Regions from separate parts of the Mus musculus genome. Here all the other regions are linked to region 2. A link is a contact called in public Hi-C, HiCAR-type, HiChIP or PLAC-seq and promoter capture Hi-C data. All regions are on one chromosome and are shown on one strand. The core of a region is the stretch at or near the end of the contact, and the rest is flanking DNA. Distances in the headings are between cores, read along the strand shown. Region 1 holds the start of 1700001G17Rik (RIKEN cDNA 1700001G17 gene). Region 2 holds the start of Khdrbs2 (KH domain containing, RNA binding, signal transduction associated 2). Region 3 overlaps Prim2 (DNA primase, p58 subunit). Region 4 overlaps Prim2 (DNA primase, p58 subunit). Region 5 holds the start of Rab23 (RAB23, member RAS oncogene family). Region 6 overlaps Prim2 (DNA primase, p58 subunit).

Region 1 (4,645 bases), core at 1,989-4,488, 1.5 Mb before region 2:
GCTCAGTCTTTTTTGCCGGGGCCATTATATTAATCCATCATTGTTGATGAGATGGATGTATGAGAGCTCACTGACAGCATCTCTGAGATGTCCATATCATTGCTGGGACAGGGATGTCAACCTTCCAATTGCCTCTGGATACAGAAAACAATTTATATAGTGTGCAGTGACCTACCCTGATACTAGGAAATTACGACGCTGGCATAGCTGATAGACTCAGCCTATTTTCTTCTCTGAGATCAAATATAGGTTTTTAGGGGGATGGAAAGATGGCTCAAGCAGTCCTGAGCACTCTCTGCTCTTCCAGAGCCCTCAGGTTCCAATCCCAGCCCCCACCTGGTGAATTACAGCAGCCTGTAACTCGTCCCAGGGCATCTGATGCCCTCTTCTGGCCTCTGTTTGTCAATGCATTTAACACATAAATACTCAAAACCACCCCTACCAATATATATATACAAAAACAAAATAGATTTTTGGTATGTTGTAAAGGCAGCTATTCCATGGCATAATAAGATTTTTGTGTGGTTAAACATATTTTTTCTAGTTCTTTATGAATTAGTCATAAAATGACATTACTTATGTCATATTTTAACTTTGAAGGTAGGCGTTTAAGAGATTGTATTGAAAGGTCCAAACACCTTGGGGATAAGAATTTTCACTTCCCTGGGAAGCAAACCAAGCTCCTCAAAGGAAGCCACTGACAATGGGCCGTTGATCAGTGACAGCCCTGACTTAGGGAGGATAAGTCTCCAGCTGATTCCATTTCTGGGACACCTGGCCAGAGGAGATAACAAGGCCGCAGCCAAGCTGGTCTCTGAAACTCTTCATGGTTTCACTAAATATAATAGAACTAATATAGCAGCCAATCAGACTTGTCCTAATGGCACTGCTTTGACTCCTATCAATCACATTAGAGGTTACCTTACCCTTCTGGAAAATTCCCCTAGCCCTGCATCAAAGGGGGCTTATGAGCCCCTCAAGCCGTTGACATTTGGATGAATGGTTGACCATTCATGCCATGCTGTTTGCTGGCAGTTTCTGCAGAATAAGCACCTTTGCATGCCATTTGAGTCTAGGGTCTCTCTTTAGCAATTCTTGGACCCTAATAGTATAAAGGGGTACATGAAGAGAAATCAAAGTGGCTGTCAAAAAAAAAAAAAAAGCTTAAAATCAAATAGCCAGGGAATTCTTAACAAGCCTTAAATCATTTGAAACTACAAAATTGGCTGACTCATAGGTGCATTTTTTTAAAGAAGACAATATTTTTTAGTGGTTCATGTTTGGAAAAGTCTGTGGTAGAGGGTTATAAACATAAAAATAAATCGGGCACAGTGGCACGTGCCTTAAATCCTAGCACTGGTGAGGCAGAAGCAGCTCTTTGTCAGTTCAAGGTCAGCCAGATCTACACGTGCCATTTCAGACCAGCCTGGCTTACATAGTGAGACCTTGTTTTATAATCAGAGTGTGGAGAAAATAATGGCACCATATGGGGATCATAAGGAATGAGGGTGGGACTTCAAGGGAACGACATATGTGGCAACAGTGAGCTCTTTTATTGTGAAATATTTGCCAATTTTGCAAGGAAAAAATTTCATTGCCGACAGTAGTAATAAACATTTTCATACTTTTATGAGCTAATTGTTCAGTTCCTGTTAACATTTTCTCTAATAAACTCATACTCTTTCTGACTGAAAAATAATTCTGGGGACTTTTTTAGCTGCACAATTTAATGTTTTTTTTGTTGTTGTTTTGTTTTGTTTTGTTAGCTGCACAATTTAATGTTTTTTTTTTTTTTTTTTTGTTTTGTTTGTTTTTTTTTGTTTTTTTTCGAGACAGGGTTTCTCTGTGTAGCCCTAGCTGTCCTGGAACTCACTCAGTAGACCAGGCTGGTCTTGAACACAGAAATCCGCCTGCCTCAGCCTCTCAAGTGGTGGGATTATAGGCGTGCGCCACCACGCCCAGCTTTATGTTTTTATATATTCAGATATTTAGTTTTGTTTTCTTTTTATTCTTTGTGATTTCACTTAAATTTCCATGGTGTCCTCATTCTAATCACGGTATCTCTCCTTCTGTGCTTCAGCCCCCCCCCCCCCCCACACACACACACAAGGCAGTTAATATATTTTAGGAGTGTCTATGGATTTGGTGATGATAATTGTATATAGGCCACAGAGGAGAAGTGAGTACCCTACTGTCATACGAAAGAAATCAGGCCAGTGAGGTTGGCAGAATGGAGTCCCCTGTCAGGAATCCTTTGGAAGTCACCGTTCTTTTATGTGTAAATTGGGGCTAATTAACTAGAGTCTGTTTTGTGTGGCTTGAGAATAAAAATTGACAGATAAACAGGTTCCGTTTCAAGGGACAGCCGCCGATTTAGTCTATCTTAGGTGGGTACTTTGAGGCTTCAAAGTACTAGGATATACTATGCATTTCTAAACCCGACCACTCCCAGCCCCATCCCAGAGCTTGTGGGTGGCTTTTGTAGGGGGACACGCCGCCTCGAACACACTGTAGACCGCAGCGGCCGTCCAGGCTCTTAGGACGCCACCTAGCTGGCCTCGCTGTGGTCCCGGAGCGCTTTTTGCTAAGTCCTGCAGGTTCCTCCGCTCCCCGAAGTCTATGCTCGCTCGCGTGTTCCCTGGCGAGCATCGCGCGGGGACGAGCAAACCGACGTCATTCTTACAGCTCTTTTCTCGTCCGGAAGATGAAGGCAGCGTTGCTAACAACGAGGAGGGACAGTCCTTGTGTCGTGGGCAAAGCGGACACGGCGGCTCCTTCCCACCTCCTGGAATGACAGAGGGGAGGCCACCCCCGGTAAAGCGCCCGCAAGCTTCCGGAGCCTCAGTTACCCTGACTCTGGCTGCAGCGCGGGAATGTTTGCCGTTTGCACTGCAGCCCCAAGCCCAAAGGCGTCTCCGCGCAGAGAGGGCACCTGGGGTTCTGGAAAACAAAAACAAAAAACCCAACAAAATCTCCATCACTTGCATTCAAGATATCTTAGGGCGGGTGTTGCGGCTCAGCCTAAGCCCAGCACTTGTGGGAGGTTGAGGCAGGAGGATCGCCACCAATTCCAAGTTAGCCTGGGCTTCGGTGCGAGACATGGTCTCAAAAGAACTCACATCCGTCAACAAAACAAAAAACAAAACCAGCATCAAAAAGTCGGTCGGCGTGCAAAACGCTCCAGACGCGCACTACCTTCAGTCGCTACCGCGCCACACCGCGGTGGGCGGGGCGCCAGGGGGTGGGACCTCTGCGCATCACTTCCGCTTCCCGTTCCAAATGAACTCTCCCGCCACTGGGAGAGAGCGGCTGTCAGCGCGGGTGTTTCTTTCAGCCTGGCTGCTGGCTGGTTAAACAATCTACTGCGGCTTTATTTGGGACGGAGAGAAGCCGTGGAGTTGGAAGCTTGTGAGCTGACCTGGTGGGACCGAGTGACAGGTGGTGTCGGGTCGGAGGGAGGCTCCGGGTGGGATGGCGGGGAGGGCGGCCCGGGAAGGCGCTGGGGCCGGAAGGGAAGTTAAGGCACTTTTGACTATTCTGGAAAGGCTGGATTCCAGAGTTAGAAGTACGAGAAGTAAGCCTCTCATCTAGGTAGAATCTACTTTGCTTTACCTTGATTTCAGGAATTTAACACCCCCCTCCCCTCAAACCTCATCTTGTCTTGGGTTCGCACATGCCTGAGGGTGGCAGGCAGCAACACTTAGTGATCACTCTTTGGCTTACAAGGGCCACCGTCTACATATACCCCAGTTTGAGCCCTTCCCACATTCGCCCCTGTTATTACAGATGTGTATAGAAAATCTAGACAACACAGCAGGGTCTAGGAATAATCCCTTTAAAAAAGTCTGTGCATCCAATATTTTGTGTTTCCATAAATATTTACTCTATTGACTCAGCCTTTTTCCGTCATTTTAACATATATATTGCGTTGCCACCTAAGCACTATATATTGCAATATATACTATATAACATATATATATAATTTATATAATATATAATATAAATATATATTTATATAATTTATTTCACTGCTTTCAAAAGGTGGTCAAGATGCAGTTCTCAGGAAGGATCCGGAAGAAGCTGCGATTGGCGGGTGACCAGAGAAATGCTAGTTACCCTCACAGCCTTCAGTTTTACCTGCAGCCGCCTACTGAAAACATATCGTTGACGGAGTTTGAAAACTTGGCTTTTGACAGAGTTAAATGTAAGTGGCATTTAAAGTCCAATGTTTGTGTCCTTGAGAAGTGCAGTTATCACACGATGAATAAAGGCAGTTCCTCTTTGTTCAGCAGCCCATTCAACATCCGTTGGTGATTTGCTGTTGAAGGTTTGTCATTCACTTCTTCACTGTAGTATGCACATTGAGTACTCTGCTTCCAGGTGGCAGGGACTTTGTAATGAGTAATGCAATTAAGGTCTATGTTGAAACTGTATTTGCTATGTGGAGACAGACGTGTAGAGTTAAAATCATACATCAGATTACTTTCTGCTTTGATAGAAGTAAATATTAATGCCCCTGGAGTGTAAAAGTGAGAATAACTAGCTTAGTCTACTTAAGGAAGGTTTCCTAGAGAAGTTGGAATTTGGTCTGGTTTCTGAAGAAATGAGCAGACAGTAGGGATTTCCCAGCAGAAGCAGTGAAGGG
Region 2 (4,311 bases), core at 375-2,874:
CTGAAGCAAACAAATCAAAGAACACATTTTAAATCTGTTCATGTTTATTGAGTCATTATTTTCCAATATGCAGTTGCTCTCCAACAGGAGAGAAGAGTACTGTTCGTAACTTTAGTATTTCAGTTTAATTTATTATGACTTGATTATTAGGTAGTGGTAAACATGATTGCATTTCACTGCCTAACTACTCTACAAAGCCAGCTTTTCCCTTGAAAACAGGATAAGTATTTCACATTCCACATTTTTTCCTGGCAGTCTTTCATGAGATACTTTGTTATTATAGGTTATAATAAATAGCAACCACTAAAAATGCCAAAATGCATCTAATGTCTCTGAATCGTATGAGGAGTAAAAATCTTTCTATGATACACAAGTAAATCTCAAAAGTATCTTAATGCTGAGGGGCATGCTGAGAGAAAGATGTCACTGATTCTTCTAGTGGGTAAGACCTCAGGCTACAAAGCTACACTCTAGCCAGTTTGATGATGAAGCACTTCATTATTAATAAAACATTCATCTAAAAATTCTGCAGTTGTGTTAAATAGGAGAGTGCAGGGTACCAGGTATCCTGGATGTCTTCAGTTGCTACCATTGTTTCACATATATGGAACTATATTGGGTTAATATTTCTGACGGAGAAGTTTTCATGTGTACCTTTTTTTTCAAACGACCTTTCAAAGCAATGCAAAAGGCAAGACATAGATGTTCCTCTGGGAACTGAATCTCTGCTACATCACAGGTACACAAAAGAAAACGCACACCTGGTTTAAAAATCAGTTGATCAATTATGGAGCGTTCCTAGGGACCAGTATCTTGCATAGTACCCAATCATCACGTTTCGATTACATTTATAAGCACTTTAGCCTCTGCTTACCACGCTCACATAAATATACGAACATGCATACTTTATTGTTGAATAATTCTAAGACTTTCCAGGGAAAATACCTATTAAAAGCTATCAAAATCACTTTGAAACGCAGAAGGAAAAATATATATTATAAATAAATAAATATATAATAACGTTAATCTGTGACCAAGATACTCTCAGAACACTCCATGGATCGCATTTACTCCTGAACTGATTTTGCTGGCTTCTGCAAAGTAACAAGGTCCCGGTGGATCACCTGACACTTGCTAGTTTCCCTGTCCAGGACCCTAACAGGTCGCATCACTCTGCCATTAGACCTCAGGGCTAATTGAGCCTCCGAGGAGCCAGGCATCCAGCACTGTGCCTCCTGCATTAGGAAAGGGCTCTCAGGGACAGTTTCTGCCCAGCTGAGAGATTGCCCTCCCCAACTTCGCCTTGCCGGGGCTGGCAGGAGCCCAGCCGGTCCTACCTTCCGCCAGAAGGCGCGACGCGTGCACAAAAGATGGATCCAGGCTATCCTTCTCTGCCATCAGCTCAGGCAAGTATTTCTCTTCTCCCATAGCGCGGACTTCGGACCGTGCCCGGTCAGGCGCAATTTCCGCCCGCTCCGACGCCTTGGTCCCTGGCTCCCCCGGGAACCGTTCTTCCACCGTAGAGCGCAGCTCTAGCGCCTGGGGCTGCGCAGACCGCGCTGGTACCTGCCTCTCCCGCGCCCCAGCCAGGCTCCGGCCGTGGCCTCAGCTGGAGAGGATGCCCGTGCGGCCCAACCCCGCCGGCTTCCTATTGGAAGCGGGGTCCGAGGGCGGGGCGCACGCGGAGACTATGGACTATCATTGGGCGGGGCCGCAAGTCGAGTCGCCTGAGTGGCAGGAGGCTGCTGCGGAGGGGAGGGGTGTGCGAAGTGCAAGCGCACTCTCCTGGCCGCCTTAGCCCGCCGTGTTCTCAGGCCTGGCCAGTGCTGTGGAGTGGGTGCGGGCTGCCAGGCAGGCACGAGGATGAGAGAGCAAGAATGTGTGCCCCATGAGCACAGAGGCTGAGCACTTCACCTAGGTCTCCAAGGCACAGGTGTCTCTCCCCTGGATGATCGCAGACTCTTGGGCAAGGTTGGAAATCTGAGACAAAATGTGGGCTGTGTTTCCCATGACCTATATCTTGGGGCAGAAGGATGTCCACTAATGTACAAATGAAGAAGTGCCTGGATTCTGTAGTAGAGCAAAACGCTTCCAGTGTACCTTGCCCGTGATACAGAATTAGTTCTAGGGATCCACCCATTCTTATGGTGCAAAATTCACTCACTGTGTAAACTTAGCGGGGAGAATTGTGAATGAAAGAAGCTAGATGATGCCTAACTTCTGTCGCTCTGATGTTCTCCTATTTTAGACATCAGGGTCTCTTTCGCTGCCATGGGAATGCTGCTGAACTACTTTGTATATGCCCCACCTTTATTTAAATGAGTATTTTACCCACAAGAATCATCGCCAAGGAAGGAGGGATAAGGGAGGTACCCTTCCCTTCCAGATGGGACCCCTGAGCTGTACCTTGTCTACTTAAAATGAAATGATTCTTTCTTTAAAATTATCTTTTCCCAAACAATCCCTTGTCAATATTTCTACCACCCATTCACCTGGGACAACTTTCCCAGTATATAAAACCTGCTGGGAGTTTCCTAATTTCTCTTATTCTGTCCACAGTGTTACCTAAGTATTTATTTTAGGTGAAATTAGGATGTTATATTGATTTTTGTATGACATTTTAAAAAGTTAACATGTTTCACATCCATGAGATAACTCACTCCAGCTCAGAAAAACACTGAGCAACCCAGAGATACCAGGTTTTGCTTCTGTAGTCGGTGTAATATACCTCATAGCTATGCTAAAGCTGAGGCTAAAATTCAAATGTAAGTAGTATGAAGCTTCAGACAGCAGGGTTTACCCTACTCTCCCATATGCTAGACACTTTTAGACTGTGCATACATCCAATTAGTGTTTAAAAGTATTGAAAAGGGTCTAGAGACTGGACTTGAATAATTGCCAAATGAGATAGACATACTGTGTTGTGTTTTCTCTCACGGGGATGCTTTCTAATGAGTGATGACAAAGAGAACCAGAAACACATGACAAATGTCAGAAATAATACTAGACTACACATAATCCTAATCTGTAGAGTACTTTGTGTATTTAGTACATAATGGACATCACAAAATAAAAATAAGCTATATTGACCCTTAGAAACCAATATTCTTATTATTCACCTCCAGAGGATTAGCAACCAAAGGCAAAAACCCAAATACCCTGGAGGGGTGCCCTCATCCACATTCAAATCCATATGTTCCCAGTAGGTGACTCCAAATCACTGCGTTCTCCCCTGACTCATATATTTTGAGGCCATCAAAACTGTGCATTAAATATTTTATCTTATAAATACAAATGTAAATAAATTGATAACCTATAAATAAATTATTGTTGAATAGAATATGTGTGGTTATACATAAATAAATTATAACTATTTATATGCTTCCCTCTTCTGATGCTAGGAAGACTCAATCATACCTTAATTGATTTTCAACCTGAGTTCTAGTCCTGAAAGACAATTTAAGATTCAATTTTGCTTATTGTACCATTATTTCAAAAGTGGTTTATTAAGAAAAATGTCACAAGTCAATTAGTATCCAAATGATGCATAAGGCACATATTCTACAGAATATGTTCTGTGGTGAATGTAGAAGACACATATTTATTTCTTTTACATATCCTATGAACATCCAAGAAATTTATTCAGCTTATCTTGCCACACTAGTGGGATATACACATTATAAATTATTAAATAAGTTAAAGCATTTGTACTTCCTTCATTGTTTCAATCAACCTTTGTATAACACACGGCCACAGAACACATTCACAATAACAATCTGGACAGATAGACCAGTCATCAAGAGGACTTGTTTCCCTGTTATGAAGACTGGTTTCTCTCACCCTCATAGCAAGCTTAGTTTCCCCCAAATGCCTGTAATGTCATCTCTACAGTGGGCAAACACAAGAGGATCACCAAAGCTACCTCCCTTCTGGACTAGCTGAGAAAGGATGAGCCACATATTTAGGGTGGGGGGAGGGACATTCCTTCAAAGGAGTAAATAAAGGACAGGGTTGTCTTCTCTTCTGGCCCCTAAGTACTCACAGGTGAGTCAACTCACAGAAATGCATACAAAGAAAGAAGGAAGGAGAAAGAAAGAAAGAAAGAAAGAAAGAGAGAGAGAGAGAGAGAGAGAGAGAGAGAGAGAGAGAGAGAGAGAGAGAGGAAGGAAGGAGAGGGAGGGAGGGAGGGAGGGAAGGAAGGAAGGAAATAGAAAAGAAAGAAAGAAAGAAAGAAAGAAAGAAAGAAAGAAAGAAAGAAAGAAAGAAAGAAAGAAAGAAAGAGGGAGGGAGGGAGGGAGGGAGGGAGGGAGG
Region 3 (4,291 bases), core at 280-2,779, 1.4 Mb before region 2:
TTCTCATTTTATTACTGTGTCAGAGGCATCTGTAGGTAGGGTGGCAGCTGGTGTGCATAGCTTGGCACCTCCTGTTCTACAGAGTAACCCTAGGGGATGTGCCTTTCAAGCATGTTGGATTGTCTCTTGGCTGTCAAGTATGATGTTTTTCTTTGATCTTTCCTTTTTTAAGGCCAAAGTGGCAAAGAACTGGGCTAAGGACGTAGCTCAGTGGGTAGAGTGCTTTTTATAGTGAGCATGAAACCTTGAGGTCGATCTCTCTAGCATGACATCAGCAGGGTTTGGCAACATATGCTCTTGGGAGATAGAGGCATGATGATTACAACTTCAAGGTCATTCTCCACTGTGTAGAGAGCTATAGGCAGGTCTAGGATGCATGGGACTTGAGGGAGAGGGAGAGGGAGAGGGAGAGAGAGGGAGGATGCTGATCACGTGACTTGAGAGAGTCTAATGGCAATCTTGTTAGGAAAAAATAATTATTGAGTTGCATGAACTATATAACTTGTGTGACTTGGAGGGTGTTATTGGAATCATTATTTGTCCTAATGTTGGTGCCTCTAATGATGAAAGAGAAAAGATGAATAGCATTTGAATAGCATTTTAATTAAATTTCTCAATAAATCTCATTTGGGAGATTATTCTGATACCTATAAAAGTCAAAGGAACAGTAGAGAGAAATTGCCGAATTATTTTACAGAATCTCGTCACTCAGAATTAGTGCAATACTTTTGCTAACCTGGTAATGTAGGCCATTTTGTTATAAGATATTACTGAGACTGAAGATGTAGCATATCCATATTTTTTCATTGAATTTAGCTCTCTTATTAAAAGTTAAACACAGAAAACCATTTGCCTGAGTATCGTGTAGAAGTAAGTTTATTTTCACATTAACAGTACTCAGTAGTTATTGAGTGCCCACTATGTGTCAATTGAGTGCCCACTATGTGCTGATGAGGTAAGGTACAGTTTGTTATCAGAGAATTTACAGGTTTGGCTTCATCCAAGAGATCACTGTGTTAGCGGGTTACAAACCTTTGCTAATCTTTTGGTTAGAACAGGATAGCAGGCACACAGCTTTATTAATTAACCTGCTTACCCATGTGATGTCTTCCTTAAATGATGGTATCAAGGCTCACTTGCTTTACATTTGTTCTTTCTAACTCAGTAGTGACTCAAATTGGCTGCTCAAATCAGAGGAAGCCTTAATCCTACTTGCAGAGTCTTTAACTCCAGGGTAGAGGAGGAGACTAAGGTTGCTGGTGAATTAGTAATTTCAGACAATTTAGGTTTCAAATGATTGCAAGGAATATGTAAAGGATGTGAGTAGCTAGGTACAATGTGAGGGTGGTTTTAATGTGGGCAGTGTTTGCTGGTCACTCTCTAGGTGATGGCTACAGTCAGGGAAATGGCTGAACTTACCAAAGAGAGATGAGAGAGGAAATAAATGTCTTGAATCCACAGCATATCAGAGTTTTAACCATATGGGCAGCAGGGCGTGGGAGTGGGGGTGGGGTGGGAGATGAGTCAGAAGAGAAACTGGTAGAAATACCATGGAGAGATTTTCCCTAAGGCCTAGCCAGAACACACTGAGAGGACATTGTTTCAACGATGCCAAAGGAAAGCATGGAGTATTGTCACACACCACCGGGAAGTTAGGTAAGAGGTGTACAATGCTGACTGAATGTAGCCCTCGGACTTAGCCACAGTGTTATAATAATGGTACAGCTGGAAGTCTGTGTCCTACCAAGGAATAAATAAGAAATGAGGCCGTGGGGACCGGACATGCAGGCTTCTCTTAGGCTTCACCCTAAGGCAGGGAAGCAAGAAGGGTACAGTCATGGGCTTCTAGGTTGAAGGAAGTTCTAGTTTTTCTGTTAAACGTGCAGGGGTTTCTGATCATCAGTAGACGTTTCCTTCCCTCTTCTCTCAGTCCCTCCCTCCACCCCTCCTCCCTTTCTCCTCAGAGAAGGGCACAGCTCCCATGGATAGCAACTGGCCTTGGCTTATTAAGTTGCAGTAAGACTAGGCACATCTTCTCCTATTGGGGCTAGATAGAGACAGCCTGTGTTAGGAGTAGAGGAACACACGTTTATGGGTGAGGGAAGAGGTCTGTGGGACCTAGAGGGAGCATAGCTAAGGGAGTCAGGCAGGAGAGGGTACAGAGGAAGAGAACCAAGGACTCACAGGGGTTGGCACTGATCTTCATAGTATGTGAGCTCCTGTTGAGAAGATCCCACAGGGATAGCAGGCAGATGTGTGTCTGTAAAAGGGGGTAGAACTTTAGAGAAAGTGCTCCTCATGAAAGCTTAGTTTCTTTAAAATGAACACTACAGCCCACCCCTCTCCTCAGAAGATGGTCCTTTGTAGCCCCAGGGACTTGGGAGATCAAGACAACCGGTGACTTGAACCCTGGAGTTCCAGGCCGTGAGGCTTAACACAGCAAAACCCCTTTTAGAAAAAGATGATGAATGAATATTTCATAAGATACTTCTTGTTAAAAATTTTTGTTAGGAATATTCTTCAATTAGGAAAGTTATCTGATTTTGAGTTGCTGAGAAGCCAAACAGAACAACCAAAGAAACTCCCCCCCCCCCCATGATTCCAGACTAGGAGAGAGAGTTTGTATGGATACCTTCTGTTTTTCTTAAACCAGGCATCGTTAGCTGTCCGTGTAAGCTCATTGTCGCCCCTGTGGCTCTCCCCCTGCATTTTCTAGGCATGGTTATTTAGCGTACTGGTTTATTTTTGAGCCGTACAAAGATCTTTGGTTATGTTCCCATGAACCTAGGCATTTACTGTAAAGGAGAATCTTTTACTCCCTAACCCTGGTACACATGAAATACTATTTATAAAGTAGTATAATTTTTAAGAAAACATGTATTTGTTTATTTATGTATATGTGTAAAACAACTTGCAAGAGCTGGTTCTCTCCTCCTGTCAGTGGCCCTGAGGACCAAACCCAGGTTAGCAATGGTGGCAAGCACCTTTACCCACTGCCCCAGCTGCCAGCCCCTCAGGCTCCAAGGGTGTATAATAAAAAGTATTATTTCCACTTACTACCTCACTCAGAATTTAAAGTATGAAAGCATGAGGTTAGAGAGGAAAACTTGGATACCAGTTTTCCATACAGTAATTTGCCAGAGATTTTATCCCTTAAATATACTGTAGTGCCTCCTCATCATGTGTGTACCTCTCTTGCACCGTCCACTTGAAGATAGGAATGGTGCGTGTGGGGATATGTTACCAATCACCTTTCTTGTTATTCTTTTTTTTTTTATTTTTTTATTAGGTATTTTCCTCATTTACATTTCCAATGCTATACCAAAAGTCCCCCCCCCCCCCCAGTCCCCTACCCACCCACTCCTCCTTTTTGGCCCTGGCGTTCCCCTGTACTGGGGCATATAAAGTTTGCAAGTCCAATGGGCCTCTCTTTCCACTGATGGCTGACTAGGCCATCTTTTGATACTTTCTTGTTATTCTTATTTAATGTCTTGCCCCTTATTGAAGAATAAATAGCTTTTAAACCATGGTTGTTATACTTTTTCTCCTAATTCTATTATCCTGTTTCAGCTTGAGTGAATTAAAACTTAAATAGTGCTAATACAACCTAGCAGCCACGGGACAGTTCTGTGCAGAGGATTAACTTGTACAGCATCCTGAATCTGTAAGGTAGTCTTACTGATCTTACAGCATTGCTTACACTAATGAAGCACCTTGCTTCCTCTCTATTGCAGTGTCACATTCTTATAGTTGCTTGTATAGAATTCCTGTTCCCACTGCAGTGCATTTGCTTACATGCACGTGTTTCTGTTCAGGCCTCTTAAGAATGTGGTATCACTAATCCCATGTCAGACATCAGACAGGCAGCCTCTGGAGAAAGCTTCTCCTGGTAGGCACAGTGATAAACTGAAGTGTTTTCTCTTTGAATAAACTCTCATTTTCAAATCAGAACATTGCCTTGGTATTCATGTGTCAGTTGTGGTAGAAATGAAAGTAAATGTTAGCAAATGGTTTGTAGACTGGGGCTCCCACCAGTCAGAGGCCGCAGTGAAAGCCGGATTAATCACAGGCGGCAGCTGTCGCCAGCTCTGTCTCATTCCCAGTTTCGTGAACTATGTATTTTCTTTCATTCATGCAGCAACACAGCTTGTAGTTCCCTGATTATTGCAAAGCTCTGTGCAGTAAATTCATAAGATTATTATATTTAAGGTTATTCAGGGTCATTATAAACAAAATAAATTAGGATATATAATTTTAAATTTATAAGCTTAGAATTATATTTTTTCATACC
Region 4 (4,295 bases), core at 1,432-3,931, 1.4 Mb before region 2:
GGCCTGTGAAGCCTCACAGGGAAGCTGAGAGTCTGTTGTAAATATCTATTAGATCCTTTGATTTATGACATCATTTAACTGTTTATTTTCTGTCTAGATGACCTTTGTATGGCAAGAGCATTGCCATATATTGAAGTAAAAAAACGGATATTGAAGCGCCCACTCTCACTTTGTGAGCCTGGGTGATTTTGTGATTGTTGCAGATGTACAGACTTCCAATCTTCTCTTGGTGGGTTTTTCCTTGAGCATGGAGTGTCCTTCCCTATCTTTTCTGATCAGTTTTGGTAATTTGGTTTGAAGCCTATTTTGTCAGATAGTAACATGGCTGCACCTGCTTGCTTCTTGAGTCCGTTTGTTTGGAATACCCTTTTTTATCCTGTATCCTGAGGAAATGCCTGTTCTTCATGTCGAGCTGTGTTTCTTGGATGCAGCAGAATGATGGATCATACCTTTTTAATCCAGGCTGTTGGTCTGTGTTTTTTAAATTGGGAAATTGAGACAACTAATATTGAGAGTTATCAATGAACAGTGTTTACTGGTTATCATTACTGTGTTGTATGGTGTGGGTTTTTCATTCCCTTCTTTTGATTTACTATTCTGGGGTTATTTATTCCTTGTGTCCTCTTGGTGTGCAATTAATCTCTTCACTAAAGTTTTCCTTCTAGAACTTTCTGCAGAGGTGGACTAGTAGATAAAAATAGCTTAAATTTGGTTTTATCATGGAAGTTGTTCCCCCTCCTCTCTGGATTTTGATTGATAGTTTTGCTGGGTATTGGTTGGATCTGTCATTTGTGGTCTCTCAGAGTATTTGGTATGCCCAGTCCCTTCTGGCCTTCCAGATCTTGAGAAGTCAGGCGCTATTCTAATGGCCTTCCTTCCTTTCTATGTGACTTCATCTTCTTCCCTTGGAGCTTAGAGATGCTTTGTTTATACTTTTCATTTAGTTTTTTGATTATTATGTGTCTTGAGGAATTTTTTTTTTTTTTTTTTTTTTTGGGCCTGGTCTATTTGGAGTTCTATATGCTGTTTTTACCTTGACAGACAGCTCCTTCTTTAGGTCGGGGAATTTTTTTCTTCTGATTTTCTTAAAAATATTTTCTGTGGGCATTTGAGAAATGGCTCAGCATTTAAAAGCACTGTCTGTTGAGGTCCTGAGTTCAATCCCTAGCAACCACTTGGTGGCTCACAGCCATCTGTAATGAGATCTGGTGCCCTCTTCTGGCATGCAGGAACACATGCAGATAGAGCACTCATACATAAATAAATCTTAAATTATTTATTAATATATACACACATACATATGTATATATATATTTTCTTTTTTTTTTCCCTTCTGTTCCTTTGACCTGGATCTCTCCTTCTGTCCCTATTATTCATGGACTTGGTATTCTCATGGTCTCATGGATTTCCTACATGTTTTGTGCCTGGATTTTTTTATTTTTTAAAAGATTTAACATTTTATGACTGAGGCATCCATTTTTTTGTACACCATCTTCAGTTTCTGAGATTCTCTTTTTCATGTTTTATAATCTGTTTGTGAAGCTTGCCTCTGAGGTTTTTGTTTGACATCCTAAATTTTTGATTTTCAATCTTATTTCCATTTGGGCTTTCCTTAGTGATACTATTTCTTTATAAGTTCTAATTTTTATGTCTTGAAATGTCTTCATTATTTTATTAAACTCTTAGTGTTTTCATGAGCTTCCTTGAGCATATTCATAATTGCTATTTTGAAGTCTTTGTCTTGTGCTTCTGCTACATTCCATTCTCAGGGCCTACTCCAGCACAGTTGATGGCTTTCGGAAGAGGCACACCGTTCTGGCAGTTCATGTTTGTGGTTTTGTGCTGGGAACCAGGCATCTGGAGTTAGGATGTATAAGGTGTTTTTGGTGTAGATGTCTGGCCTTGTCTCTGTTGGGTGGATGTTTCATTCTTTGGTTGCTGTTGCTCACCTTGGATCCTAGGCAAGTTGGTGGCTGTGGTGTCCCAGTTGAAGGGTGCTTCTGTGGGAGTGGATATGGCCTAGAAGAGAAGACTGTGTCCCAGCCCCTGGGGAGCCCTGGCTACAATGTTCCTATTGATTGTTGGCTGACACAAGGAATGGCGATGGTTTGAGGCTAGCCCAGTGTAGGGCTTCTGGGTAGAAAGTATTTCTAGGGGATCAGGGGCTGACAGAAAGGAATGGAGGAAGAAAGAAGGCTAAGAAGGTTGGTGGGGAAGAGCTAGGCTGAGCCCCCTGGGAACGGAGGTTCTTTGAGAGGAAGGGCTCCTGCAAGTAGGCTGTTAAAGGTCTTAGAGTGAGTCTACTTTGCATGTTTAAAAATAGTATGTCCTAGCTGGTACTTTTTTACACTCACTCATAGGCACCTGTGGGCTTATAGATGACACTTTAAAGGAGAATCTTAAAAAGCAAACATACATATAGAACAAGTTCAAACATTCATATTCCACCCCTTGCCCTGTGTGTGTGTCTTTCTGTCTGTCTCTTTCTCTCTCTTTCCCTGTGTTTGTGTCTGTTTCCATCTCTATTTGTCTCTTTCTCCCCCAACTCCCCATCCCCTTCAGTCTCATTTAAGTGAGGAAACCCAGAGCTTACTTAGCCCGAGGTAAGCAAGTGCCCTCCCTGAGCTAGTCCCTAGCCTTTTGTTTACACTTTGCAAGCATCCATGCAGAAGCCTGCAAGTTCAAGTCACTGTTCTTAGGGCCTCCCAATCTGCCTGTGGTGAGAGCACACTCAGAGAAGCATCTCCTTCTCTCTGGGGCTGCATGAGGAAACCATTTCCCACCTGGTGTAAGAACTGCTTCTAAACACTAAGTAGTAACACATGGCTGCTTCAGTGTTCAGTGTTCAGACTGCAGCATGACCTTAAAGAAAGTTTAATTCACTTGTGGGATGATCTAGGCCATCCTTAGAGATGCACTCGATGATCTGTCTTAGAAGTGATGCTTGCGTGGTGGACCAGTTGCTGTGATGGAGACTTCCTGTCTTATCCCTCCTCTTTCTTCCGAGCCAGCATTCTTTCTGCTAAGACTTTCTAACCCATCTTTTTTCTCTTCCTCTGTCCTAGGACCCAGGGCCTTGAGCGTGCTCAGCAACTTTGTAACCACTGAGTTATACCCCACCCCTTCTTTTTTATATTTTATTCAATTTGTTTCAGACTCTATAGGAGGTTACTTTGTTCTTGTTCTATAATACAAAAATCAGTTTAAATTTTATTTAATGCTTGGCTGAGTTCACTGTATGTTATCCCAGGAGAGGCTTGGTGTTGGCTCCCGCCTTTTCTACTTAATATTGTGTGTGGATTAGTCACACTTCTCAAGGCCATGGCTTTCTGAGCTGGAAGAATAAGCCTGGATTCATAGTATTGTGGGCTTGATCCATGCCCATAGAAGTTAGTGAAGTTTACCATGGCATATATTGTTACCAGTGCAGCTTTCTTATATAATGTTACTGAAGGTACTCAAACCAAGGGCAACTCTTCTGTATTTTGAAAGCTCTTTACTTGGATGAAGTCTCAAGAAAACTCATGAGACTTTCTTCCCCAGTCTAGTTCTTTCTGTGGCAGTGACCAACGGTGCAGGTAATGAGCTATGCAGTCAAGGAGGCTGCTTTCCTGAGCCCATCTAGTGCAGTCAGTTATAATTGTTGAGTAAAAGTAATCAAAGCAGGTGTTTCTTTTAAGTTTTCCCTTCCATTGTACCTTTCTAACTGTTCTCTTTGACCAGCCTTGCTTTCTGAAAACATGGTGTGGTTTTCATTGGAACAGATTTCAGGGTCCTCCATTCTGTGTAAAAAGTCACCTGTGGGCCTTAGGGGAGGTTAAGCACACTGGCATATGAGAATCATCATATTTGACATTTCCCATATTTTGCTGGTTACTCTTACTGTGGCCAGGTAGCGGAGGGCACAGAAACTCTTGATGGCAAATAGATTTCTGTCAGAGGCAGCAGAGGAAGACAGGAGGAGCTGGAAGTTCCTGCCTCCTCCTTTGCTGTCCTTTGCCTGGGACACTAGTCTTTTGCTTGGATTACCCCATTCCTTCTAACCCCCCTTTTAAACCTTATTTATGTAGACTAGCCATGCTGGAAACAGCCTGATGGGGCTCTGGGCTTGATCCTCAGCACCAAAATAGAGACAGAGAACAAAACAGCTTGATAAACCACAAGGAACTTTGAAAACCAAAGAAGAAAGCAACTAAGGAAGGCACTGTGAGAAGCGCCCCTCCATTGTGGTTCTGCTCCTGAGACTCTGAAGAAGCGAGTCACTCATGTCTTCCCAACAGCTGAGGGAGGGAACA
Region 5 (4,337 bases), core at 1,754-4,253, 1.5 Mb before region 2:
CAGAAGAGGGAGTCAGATCTCATTACGGATGGTTGTGAGCCACCATGTGGTTGCTGGGATTTGAACTTTGGACCTTTGGAAGAGCAGTCGGGTGCTCTTACCCACTGAGCCAGCTCACCAGCCCCAAATTTCCTCATTCTTAAAATGACCAGCCCACTTGGCTACTCTAGAGGCAGTAAAATGCCGTTTGCAGGAACCCATCAGTACACAGACTGCACCTGAAATGCAAGAACTCTCTTAAGCTTCCAGAGTTGCCCTGGGCACTTCAGAAACTTGCATGGTCCTAAGAATCTTCTAGAAGTACTTGTTAAAGTGGGTCTCCTGAGAAGAGCTAACCATCCATGATCCGAAACCTCAGAGCAGTAGCCTTGAATCTCGTTTTTGAAGAGAAGTGCAAGCTGGGTGTGGTGGTCCAGCCCTGCAATGCCAGCACTCAGCGACAGAAGAAGGAGGTCACTACCAGTTTAAAGTCTGCCTGGACTACAGTGAGATCATAGCTACAAAACAAACAAGAAAAGCCTAGAAGCATCAAAGGATGAGGCTTAGCCTTCCCGTCAGAAAGAGCCACCTGCACTGCCACCTTTGGGATGTACCGTGGGATCCACACTTGCCTAAGAGGAACATTGGTGGGCAGGACAACTAGACTGAGGAGTGGGGTTCCCCTTTGCACTGGGCTCTCTACCAGAGCAGCTGCAGGCTGGACCTCCTTCCTGGAAACCCTCCTTTCGCAGGTGTCAAAGGGCATCGCAGTCTTAAGGCTCTTCCTTCCGCGGTCACAGGAGCCTCCCCATAAGCCTGTTGTGCTGCTAACGCTATCTTGGCATTTGCTTCTTTAACAGTCCAAATGGATACTCTCGCTCATGAAGTTTTATAGTCACGTAAATGTTAGAGACTCTGGACTGTGCCTAATGTTGGAACCCAGGAGAACTTCAAAGAACTTGGATCCTGTGCTCAGAGAAGATGATTTCAATGCTCTAGGATGAAACCAAGACTTCAACCACCAGCCTCTTATAACCCTGAAGCTCAGGAGCAAATCTAAATCTAGCAAGAGTGGTGGAGAATGCTGTTATTCAGGGTCTCACATGACGGACTGAGGCCAGAGAGCACCTGGGAGCTCCAGACCAGTGTGGGCTACACAGTGAAATGCCATCTCAGAAAAAAACAGAAAAACAATAACAATACAAACCTACACTCCTTACCAAGATCTGACCGTGTTCATCCAGCTTGTGTTTCACACTGGCTCAGTTTTGGGAAGTCGACTTCCTCTTCTCAATCTAAACAATTCTTCACCCTACAATTAACGTTCAAAAACAAAACAAAACAAAAAACCCTCAATAGTATCAACAACAAAATAAGCCATCTCCCCAGACCTATAACAACTCAATTCATAATCATATAAAACTGAAAACTCCCCAAATGCCCTTCAGTGGGCGGATAATATAATTGGCTATGTTTAGCACATCTACCTAATTAAACAGGGAGTAGAAGGAGAAAAGGGCTATCCACACAGGAAACTGTGGAACAGATAATGTGGCTTAATTGGTACACTGTTTGTCTAGCTCCACAAGGCCCCGGACGCCATGCCTAGCAGCCCGCGGCGCACACACACACACACACACACACACACCTGGCATGACGGCACATGTCTGTCATCCCAGCACTAGGGAGGTAGAGGCAGAAGAATCCTAAGGTCATGATTATCCTTGCTACTGGAGCAAGTCTGAGGCTAGCCTGGACCACCTGAGATCTTGTCTCAAAAAGATATGAAGAGCCTGTCCCCCCAATAACCAACAGGGCCGCATCTTGAATCTCAAAGGTGTTTATATATAGTCATGGAAGACAGTTATCAACATCTCAAACTGTTACACTAAAATGGCATTCTGAAAACAGTGATTTCTAGGAATCAGGAATAAGAGGTAAGATATAAAGAGACAACATGAGGTTTTAACAGGTAGCAGGACTGGTTTCATATCCTGACCAGATATATGAATCTAAAACTCTCCAAATGGTTATTTGGGTTTTTTTTTTTACCATATGGAAGTTAAAAAATAAAATTTAAACAAAGATGTGAAAGCAGATCGTAGCGTCGGGAATTACTGTTAAGATTCTCAGAAACTAGTTACAACACTGCATCCCAGCCTTCAGGGGGAAGAGGCTCTGAGTTTGAGGCCAGCCTGTCTACACAAGTTCCAAGCCAGCCATGCCATCACAGGGAGAGCCTATCCCAAATCACACATGCTTTTAAGAAAAAAAAAATGCAAAAAATAAGTATGTTCTTTGAAAAGCACAATGCTACATATAATTAAAAACCGACAGTAATTATCAATGTCCTCTCTTCTCGGTTTCAAATCCCTTGGCAACCAATGCAGACTCTCGCGTAGGCAAAGGAAAGGATGGGTCAACTTGCTAAAGAAAGGCTTGCCGGGTTTGTTTTTTCCTACAGCAACCCGCCCGTTACAGAAGGCACTGGGATCGTCCCAGGCGGAGTCGCGCAGCCCTGTGCGTCCCGCGCCGCGCCGCACCCGCATCAAGTTCTCCCACTCTCGGGTTCCCGCTCCTGGGAAGCCACGGCGGTTGGTGAGCGAGCCGCGGCCGGGGTCGTCGGCGCGGAGCGGTCCCCACGAGGACGCGAGAGCAGAGCGCCGCCCGCAGCCGCCGTCCGCGCCCACAGCGACATCCCGGCGGCACCGCAGCCCCGAGCCGAGGCCGCGCAGGCCGCACTCACCTCTGCCCGCAGCCCGGAACCCTCAGCGCGGAGCCCGCAGCCCGGAACGCACAACCCGCAGCGCTGAGCCCGGAACGCACAGTCCGCAACACCGAGCCCGGAACGCACAGCCCGCAGCACCGAGCCCGGCTCCTCCCCGCGGACGCCTCGTACCCGCTCCGCTCTTTCAGAACGATTATGAGTCTCTAGCGAACTTTATTAGTATCCGGGTTCACCGAGCTACTCCTTGCCGACGCCGCCGGGGATGGAGGGCGCGCCGGACTCCCGCCCGCCGCGCTGAGGAGCATGCGCCACCTGGTCTGCGCATGCTCAGCACCGGCCCCGCCCTGCGCTGGCAGGGAAGGCGCGGGCTGGGTTTGCACAGCATCAGGCCTTGGTACCCAAGGAGACCAAGGTGAGCAGGATGTGCTAACCTACTGAAGGTGTGCCTTGTTTCCCTACACAGGGTCAGGTATCCGGGGGCCTCAGAAGTCTGTCACCACCTGAGACTCACGTGGTAGCACTGAAGTGTGAAAAAAAAAGTGATGAATGAAGACAAATAATTTGTTTGCAGGGTATGACTGAACAAAATAGAAGACCGTGATGGCTAACAACTCAGAAAACTAACCCACAAATTTAAAAAGGTCCTGCAAAAAAGCAAACTCGCTTCAAACGCGGCGTGGAAACACACGTGTGTGATCCTAGTACTTGGAAAGATGGTGTGGCATGAAGATCAGGATTTCAAGGCCAGCCTGAACTACAATAAACTATGTCTCAAAATACATAAACGTTGGTTGTTTCTGTATGCATCAAAATAAAACAGGGGAGGGTGATATAAAATACCAAGTGTTGAAAAGAATGTGAATTAGCTGAATTTGTGTGCTGGAGCAACTCCTTTGAACGAGAAGGAGAGTTTGTTACATTTGTGCACCCTGTGATCCACCCATTCCTTGGTCACACAGCTGATAGGAACTGTCCTTATGATATACAGGCAAACAGATGTCAGGACACCCATAGCTGCATCTGTCCTAATACTCTCCAAATGGAAATAACCCAAAAGATGTCAATGAACTAATACCTCTCCGTTGTGTAATGGAACCACTACACAGCCATGAAAAGGAGCCTCTGCAGCTGTAAGCATTAACAACACACAATGACAGAAGCTTAAGGTTAAAACAAAGTGCTGTACACAAAAGCACACACTGCATGCCAAACCCATTGTTTTCTCCTTCCTTTTTAGTTTGGGGTTTGTTTTTTTGTTTTTGTTTGGCTTGGCGTTTGGTTTTTGTTTTTCAAGGCAAAGTCTGGTTATTTATCCAAGACTGGCCAAGTGCAGCTAAGGCTGAATTTCAACTCACCACCCTGCTGTGTCAATCTCTTCAGTGCTGAAATTACAAGGCTGTGTCATCATGCCAAGCGTTCAGTTCATTTCCGTTGTTGCTCAAAACTCTTGACACTGAAAGTTCTCTGAGTGGAGCTGGAGAGATGGCTCAGTGGTTAAGAGTACTGACTCTTCTTCCAGAAGTCCTGAGTTCAATTCCCAGCAACCACGTGGTGGCTCACAACCATCTGTAATGGGATCTGAAACTCTCTTCTGGTGTGTCTGAAGACAGTGACAGTGTACTCTCACACA
Region 6 (4,700 bases), core at 651-3,150, 1.5 Mb before region 2:
TCTAAATCTAGGATGCTATCTTCGGGAAAGCATGCAGTAGTTTCTCTTCTTCCGGCTGCCTGCCTCTGGGTTTTCAAGCCTGCTGCAGACTTTGACTCAGAGGTTCTAACTTCATTGTTCTCTCTGTTTCTTACAAATCCCCTCAACTTTTGGGACTCAGAGGAAAGTTCTTGGTTGAAATGAAATGTTCTTATTTGGTGAGGCAGAGAGGGGTGAATGAGAGGTAATGATGCTAAAATTGAAGATATTCTGACAGTTTTTTTTTCCCTAAGAAGATGGGCTTCCAGGAACCCATTTGCTTTGGCATGCATTTCTTTCTTGGTTGGCAGGACTATCGTGCTCTAGAAGTGTCATTTGGGGGAGCCAGAGTACCACAGTTACCAGTGGCCCATTCAGTATAGGAGAGAATAGTGAAAGGAAGCCCATGCTGTGCAGGGTGTGTGTGTGTGTGTGTGTGTCTGTCTGTGTGTGCTCTTTCTATAGGAAATGGTTAGAAGGTTATTAAGTAGTAAATGCGTTATACGAAACACTCAGTAAATGTGTAACTTGACTTAACGTTTCACACTTGCATCTTGGTTGTTCTGTTGACATCTTAAGCGCTTAGAGACTTCAGTGTTTTCAGATGAGTAGAGTAGATGTCCTATCACACCGGAGCCGTCGTCGCTCCAAGTCCAATGGATTCCATGTCTCATTGAGGCTTGGCTTAATTACTAAAAATCTCAGGAGTCCTTAGAGGAAGTTCCTCAGAGCTATTGTCAAGACCTGGGTTTAGGAAGTAGAGCATTCCTGTTTAGCTCCCTTGCCCTGGCTTTCCATTAGTTGCTGGGTATTATTTAAAATAGGTTACCTTTTTTTTCCTCCTCGTTTCCTCTCGTCTCGTCTCTTTTCTTTTTTAGTATGTCCTTGAAAGGATTACACTTCTTTTATTTTTGCCACTTCTTTTGTAGCACACGCATGTGTATGCACACAGGGGTCTCCATTCTTTTTTAAATTTTAAAAAAAATTTAAAATTTCTATTTATTTTCTTTCTTTCTTTCCTTCCTTCCTTCCTTCCTTTTTTTGTTTTGTTTGTTTGTTTTTTGAGACAGGGTTTTTCTGTGTAGTTCTGGCTGTCCTGGAATTCACTCTGTAGACCAGGCTGGCCTTGAACTCAGAAATCCACCTGCCTCTGCCTCCCAAGTGCTGGGATTAAAGACGTGCGCCACCACTGCTTGGCTTCGCTTCTTTCTTTCGTTCGTTCGTTCTTTCTTTCTTTCTTTCTTTCTTTCTTTCTTTCTTTCTTTCTTTCTTTCTTTCTTTCTTTCTCTCTGTGTGAGTACACTGTAGCTGACTTCAGACACACCAGAAGAGGGCTTCAGATCCTGTTACAGATGGTTGTGAGCCACCATGTGGTTATTGGGAATTGAACTCAGGACTTCTGGAGGAGCAGCCAGTGCTCTAACTCCTGAGCCATCTCTCTAGCCCAGGGGGTCTCCATTCTTGCCCAGGGGGTGGTATTTTATAGCATGTTAACAGCATGATTTATTTTAGTTTCTCACAGGCTGTTGTCTGTCATTCAAAATTGGTTTTTGAATTTCCTTGTTCCCGTCTTTGGACAGATGCTGGATTCTAGGCTAGAAGTTCTCCGTTGAAGGCATGACCCTGTCTTTACTGGAAATGTAGCTTAATGTGGGTTAGAAATGAAGTGGACTTCTCCACTGCCCTAAACTCTTACTCTTTTCACCCGCTTCTGTTTATCCACTCAGTGCTACTTACTCTGCCCATTAAGAAGGGATTTCTGGCCAGGCTGTGAGAAGAAGTACATATTTCTTAAAAAATGAGTCTGTGAGGAACAAGCTGTTCCTGTGAGAGAGCTGCCATTCAGCTGGGTGTGTATGGAAGCTTGGCTCCTGTTTGTCTTCTTCCCTGTGCAGTGGGGATAGACAAATAGCTTAGTACAGGGACTGCCTCCTGTGAGCCATGATCCTGCCTTGGCTGTGTGGGCAGAGCTCCTCCTTATCTCTCCCTCTGCCTTTTCTCCCTCCCCCCTGCCCTTTCTCTTTTCCTCCCCCCTTCCCTTCCTCCTTCCCTCCCCCCTGCCTTTTTTGTTTTTCTCCAAGAATGCTAATTGCTTTTATTTTGGCTGTAGTTGACTCTGGAGAGTTGATTTAAGAGAAAAAAAAAAAAAAACCTTAATCTTTTTTTTTTTTCTTTAGAGTTTTCTATTAATTTGTCCAGATGGACAGGACTAGGGTAAATTTTGTAAAATGCTAGCTTTTAAGAGGTGGAGATTAAATTTAAATTATGTTTCTTTGTTTTTACTGTATATGCTATAAAATTAGATAATTAATACAGCCTAAAGAAGATAATTAATCAAAATTTAGAGGACTTTTAACTGATGAATTCTGATTCACCTTTTAAAACTAAGAAGCGTTTGCCTAAATTATGTAAAATGCTAAGTAAAGGGCTTAATTTGTTAATCATCTCAGTTTTGATTAGAGGCAGATGCTGATTATCTAAGTGGACTTTTCAGAGATGACTTTCATCATTTAAAAGCAACTTGTCTAATTAAGACACTAACTCAAGTATTAGCACATAGCAGTAGTTACTGTGTACTAGTTATGAGGGTAGGGCCTGGCAGGGTGAGTCACAAGTACTCTGCACCAAAGGTTTGGAGGGTAAAATGCCATGAAAATTTCACTGGCCTCAGGCCAGGCATGGAGATGCTTGCCTAGGTACCTGGAGCCCAGGGTTCTGTCTCAAGCACCTCAGCAACTGGTTGTTGTTGCTCCTGCCTCTGTAATCCAATAAGGACAGAAAGGAGATGGGAGGGTCAGAAGTTCAAGGCCAGTCTGTGCTACATAATCCATTTGAGGCCAGGTGGGATACATATAAGACCATGTCGAAACTGGAGCAGAAGGAAGTGTCAAGAAAAAAAGACTTCAACTCAACTCTCCTCCCCTCCCCTCCGCTCCCCTCTTTCATTACATTTTCTGATCTTTGTTAGTTCTGTGGGACTCTGATTTTGTTTTTTCTGGTTTTCCTTCTGTTATAAGGCAGAGCAGCACACGGAAGCAGAGGTAATCTTATGGGTGTATGTTGAAAGTGTGCACAGCAAGGGGGAGTGCAGCACACGTGTGTTCCAGGCCGTCTTCACTGGTAGCCAGATCTTCCTTTTACACAGCTAAGGGGCGGCAGGAACTGAGTTCATGAATGAGACACAGAATGCATAACGAATACATGATGTTAACTTGTCAGGTCAAAGGCATACAGTTTGCAAAGCATTTAGTGTCTGATACACAGGAAGCACACAGTAAGCTATTATCCATTAACTATTGTTTTTACTGTGTGGCTTTCACATAAGATTTGTGAAAGATTGTGCATGTGTAAGTGTAAAATGTGTGTGCCTGTGTGTCCGTGTGCATGTGTGTGCACATATGTGTGCATAGAACATTGTATGGAATTCAGTGCGAGCTTATCACTCGTGCTATATCTCCATGACAAGGTATAAGAACTTCAGGGGTGTTGCTAATAGAATTTGAAATCCTTCAGGCTTACAGTGAGAGAGTGTAGGTTTTATTTCAGCTCTTGCTTCTTTGCATGTTCTGTGAGGGGGGTTAAGGATACGTATAGACTCTAGAGAATGCCGACTAATACAAAACCCAACCCGCTTTCTTATGTCTACGGAAGCAGAGCAAGTGGCCCTTCTGTACTGGCAGGCGCTGCGGCAGATCTTGTGGCAGTTTGTTTAAGGGCAGGAGAGTCATGGTGAATGTAGATGCTTACAGGCCATTTGAGTCTCCTGCTCAGCTTTCTGGATTCCTTGAGCTGTATCTCTTTTGGGTTTTAGTGATCTTTGTGGAGGTGCAAAACAAAACAAACGGCATGTAGCATTAATTCTGTTTTAGTCCTATTCCTTTGGGAGACTGAGGCAGGAGCTGCAAGTTCAGGGTTAGCCTGCACTATGTAGGGAGGTCAGTGGTAGCCTGGACTACATAATAGGACCCTGTCTCAAAAAACAAAAAAAGTTTTTTTCTTCAAGGTGCTATTATTTCTACAAAGTACAAATAGTAATTCCTACTTTTCATTTGTAAATCAAAACTAGCATTTATAGCCTGGGAAGAGTAACTTAAGGGAGCAAGTGACTGATAGTATTAGAAGGAGCCCAGTGCCAGTGTAACAGTGTGGTCATGGACCTGGAGGGCTGTAGTTTAGTACTGCTCTTTGATTCTGTGGATTTGGGACATGGCATGACTCCACGTTAGGTCAGTAGGACAGGACTTAGAGGGGGAAGGCATCGTCTCGAGGTGTCAGTAAAATAATGTTGATAGGTTATAGGAATGTTAGCTGATCTGGGAGAGCACAATAGTATCGTGCAGCTGTACACTGCAGACTCAAGGCTGATGTTTCCTGATGTGAGGAGCAGGAGGGCAGAGGACTGATGTGGACAGGGCAGTTTCTCCTGCCACCTTCTGCAATTAGAGGGCTTGGGACAGAAGCTGTATTGTTTCTGAGTGGCTTTGTATTTAAATCTGTCCTACAAATGTCAGTAAAGCACTCGAGTGTTGAGTGACTGTCGCTGGGGATGTAGCTGTAGCTCAGGACAGGGTGTAGCCAAGGGGAGGAGGGTGCTGGTGGACTGCGAAGTGTAAGTGTGTGTGAGTGAGGCAGGTAAGGTTAAGAAGGCCAAGTTCTGGCTGGAGAGATGGCTTGGATCCGAA

What was found. Promoter capture Hi-C pulls out the DNA fragments that hold promoters and counts their contacts. A called contact is a pair of places that touch in the nucleus more often than the background predicts. HiCAR-type assays count read pairs that join an accessible place to other places. HiChIP or PLAC-seq counts read pairs in DNA pulled down with a chosen protein or histone mark.
Region 1: a promoter capture Hi-C map of hippocampal neurons shows a contact between it and region 2, with 7 times the contacts expected there. The contact joins the promoter of 1700001G17Rik here to the promoter of Khdrbs2 in region 2. A contact is called at or near these places in 7 of 39 promoter capture datasets (the HPC-7 cell line, cranial neural crest, frontonasal cranial neural crest and 4 more), 1 of 484 Hi-C or Micro-C datasets (cerebellar granule neurons) and 1 of 115 datasets of contacts at active chromatin or transcription factors (embryonic forebrain).
Region 3: a contact with region 2 is called in a promoter capture Hi-C map of hippocampal neurons, with 6 times the contacts expected there. The contact joins the enhancer-like site here to the promoter of Khdrbs2 in region 2. A contact is called at or near these places in 6 of 39 promoter capture datasets (the C10 cell line, the HPC-7 cell line, cranial neural crest and 3 more), 2 of 484 Hi-C or Micro-C datasets (cerebral cortex and uterus) and 1 of 115 datasets of contacts at active chromatin or transcription factors (embryonic forebrain).
Region 4: an H3K27ac HiChIP or PLAC-seq map of oligodendrocyte precursor cells shows a contact between it and region 2, with 16 times the contacts expected there. The contact joins the enhancer-like site here to the promoter of Khdrbs2 in region 2. A contact is called at or near these places in 4 of 39 promoter capture datasets (cranial neural crest, hippocampal neurons, liver and 1 more) and 2 of 115 datasets of contacts at active chromatin or transcription factors (embryonic forebrain and oligodendrocyte precursor cells).
Region 5: a contact with region 2 is called in a HiCAR-type map of astrocytes, with 9 times the contacts expected there. The contact joins the promoter of Rab23 here to the promoter of Khdrbs2 in region 2. A contact is called at or near these places in 7 of 39 promoter capture datasets (the C10 cell line, cranial neural crest, frontonasal cranial neural crest and 4 more), 1 of 15 datasets of contacts at CTCF or cohesin (large pre-B cells), 1 of 484 Hi-C or Micro-C datasets (uterus) and 3 of 115 datasets of contacts at active chromatin or transcription factors (astrocytes, embryonic forebrain and forebrain).
Region 6: a contact with region 2 is called in a Hi-C map of neural progenitor cells, with 8 times the contacts expected there. The contact joins the enhancer-like site here to the promoter of Khdrbs2 in region 2. A contact is called at or near these places in 5 of 39 promoter capture datasets (the 3T3-L1 cell line, HPC-7-derived erythroid cells, cranial neural crest and 2 more), 24 of 484 Hi-C or Micro-C datasets (B cells, brain, cardiomyocytes and 13 more) and 4 of 115 datasets of contacts at active chromatin or transcription factors (astrocytes, embryonic forebrain, forebrain and 1 more).

What each region holds. Positions count from the first base shown.
Region 1 is chr1:33,668,417-33,673,061 of GRCm38.p6, reverse strand. 1700001G17Rik (RIKEN cDNA 1700001G17 gene) reads right to left here and starts at 3,238. Exons shown (of 1, transcript NR_033199.2): 1 at 2,350-3,238. It overlaps Prim2 (DNA primase, p58 subunit), which reads left to right and starts at 3,268. Exons shown (of 14, transcript NM_008922.2): 1 at 3,268-3,438; 2 at 4,042-4,204. The coding sequence starts at 4,051.
Region 2 is chr1:32,170,035-32,174,345 of GRCm38.p6, reverse strand. It overlaps Khdrbs2 (KH domain containing, RNA binding, signal transduction associated 2), which reads right to left and starts at 1,624. Exons shown (of 9, transcript NM_133235.3): 1 at 1,338-1,624. The coding sequence starts at 1,428.
Region 3 is chr1:33,527,324-33,531,614 of GRCm38.p6, reverse strand. The region is part of intron 8 of Prim2 (DNA primase, p58 subunit); the gene reads left to right. Among named protein-coding and RNA genes, the nearest start is that of Gm23453, 110 kb to the right of the region's middle. Within about 2 kb of position 1,529, at least 56 of the 459 cell types and tissues checked have an H3K27ac peak or open chromatin away from gene starts, as enhancers often do. A contact at or near this core is called in hippocampal neurons, where this site is marked.
Region 4 is chr1:33,594,142-33,598,436 of GRCm38.p6, reverse strand. The region is part of intron 7 of Prim2 (DNA primase, p58 subunit); the gene reads left to right. Among named protein-coding and RNA genes, the nearest start is that of Prim2, 74 kb to the left of the region's middle. Within about 2 kb of position 2,681, at least 36 of the 459 cell types and tissues checked have an H3K27ac peak or open chromatin away from gene starts, as enhancers often do. A contact at or near this core is called in second pharyngeal arch cranial neural crest, where this site is marked.
Region 5 is chr1:33,718,562-33,722,898 of GRCm38.p6, reverse strand. Rab23 (RAB23, member RAS oncogene family) reads right to left here and starts at 3,003. Exons shown (of 8, transcript NM_008999.4): 1 at 2,726-3,003; 2 at 1,200-1,291. Gm32229 (predicted gene, 32229) reads left to right here and starts at 3,053. Exons shown (of 4, transcript NR_157041.1): 1 at 3,053-3,119.
Region 6 is chr1:33,643,046-33,647,745 of GRCm38.p6, reverse strand. The region is part of intron 5 of Prim2 (DNA primase, p58 subunit); the gene reads left to right. Among named protein-coding and RNA genes, the nearest start is that of Prim2, 24 kb to the left of the region's middle. Within about 2 kb of position 1,900, at least 22 of the 459 cell types and tissues checked have an H3K27ac peak or open chromatin away from gene starts, as enhancers often do. A contact at or near this core is called in brain, cerebral cortex, cortical neurons and 2 more, where this site is marked.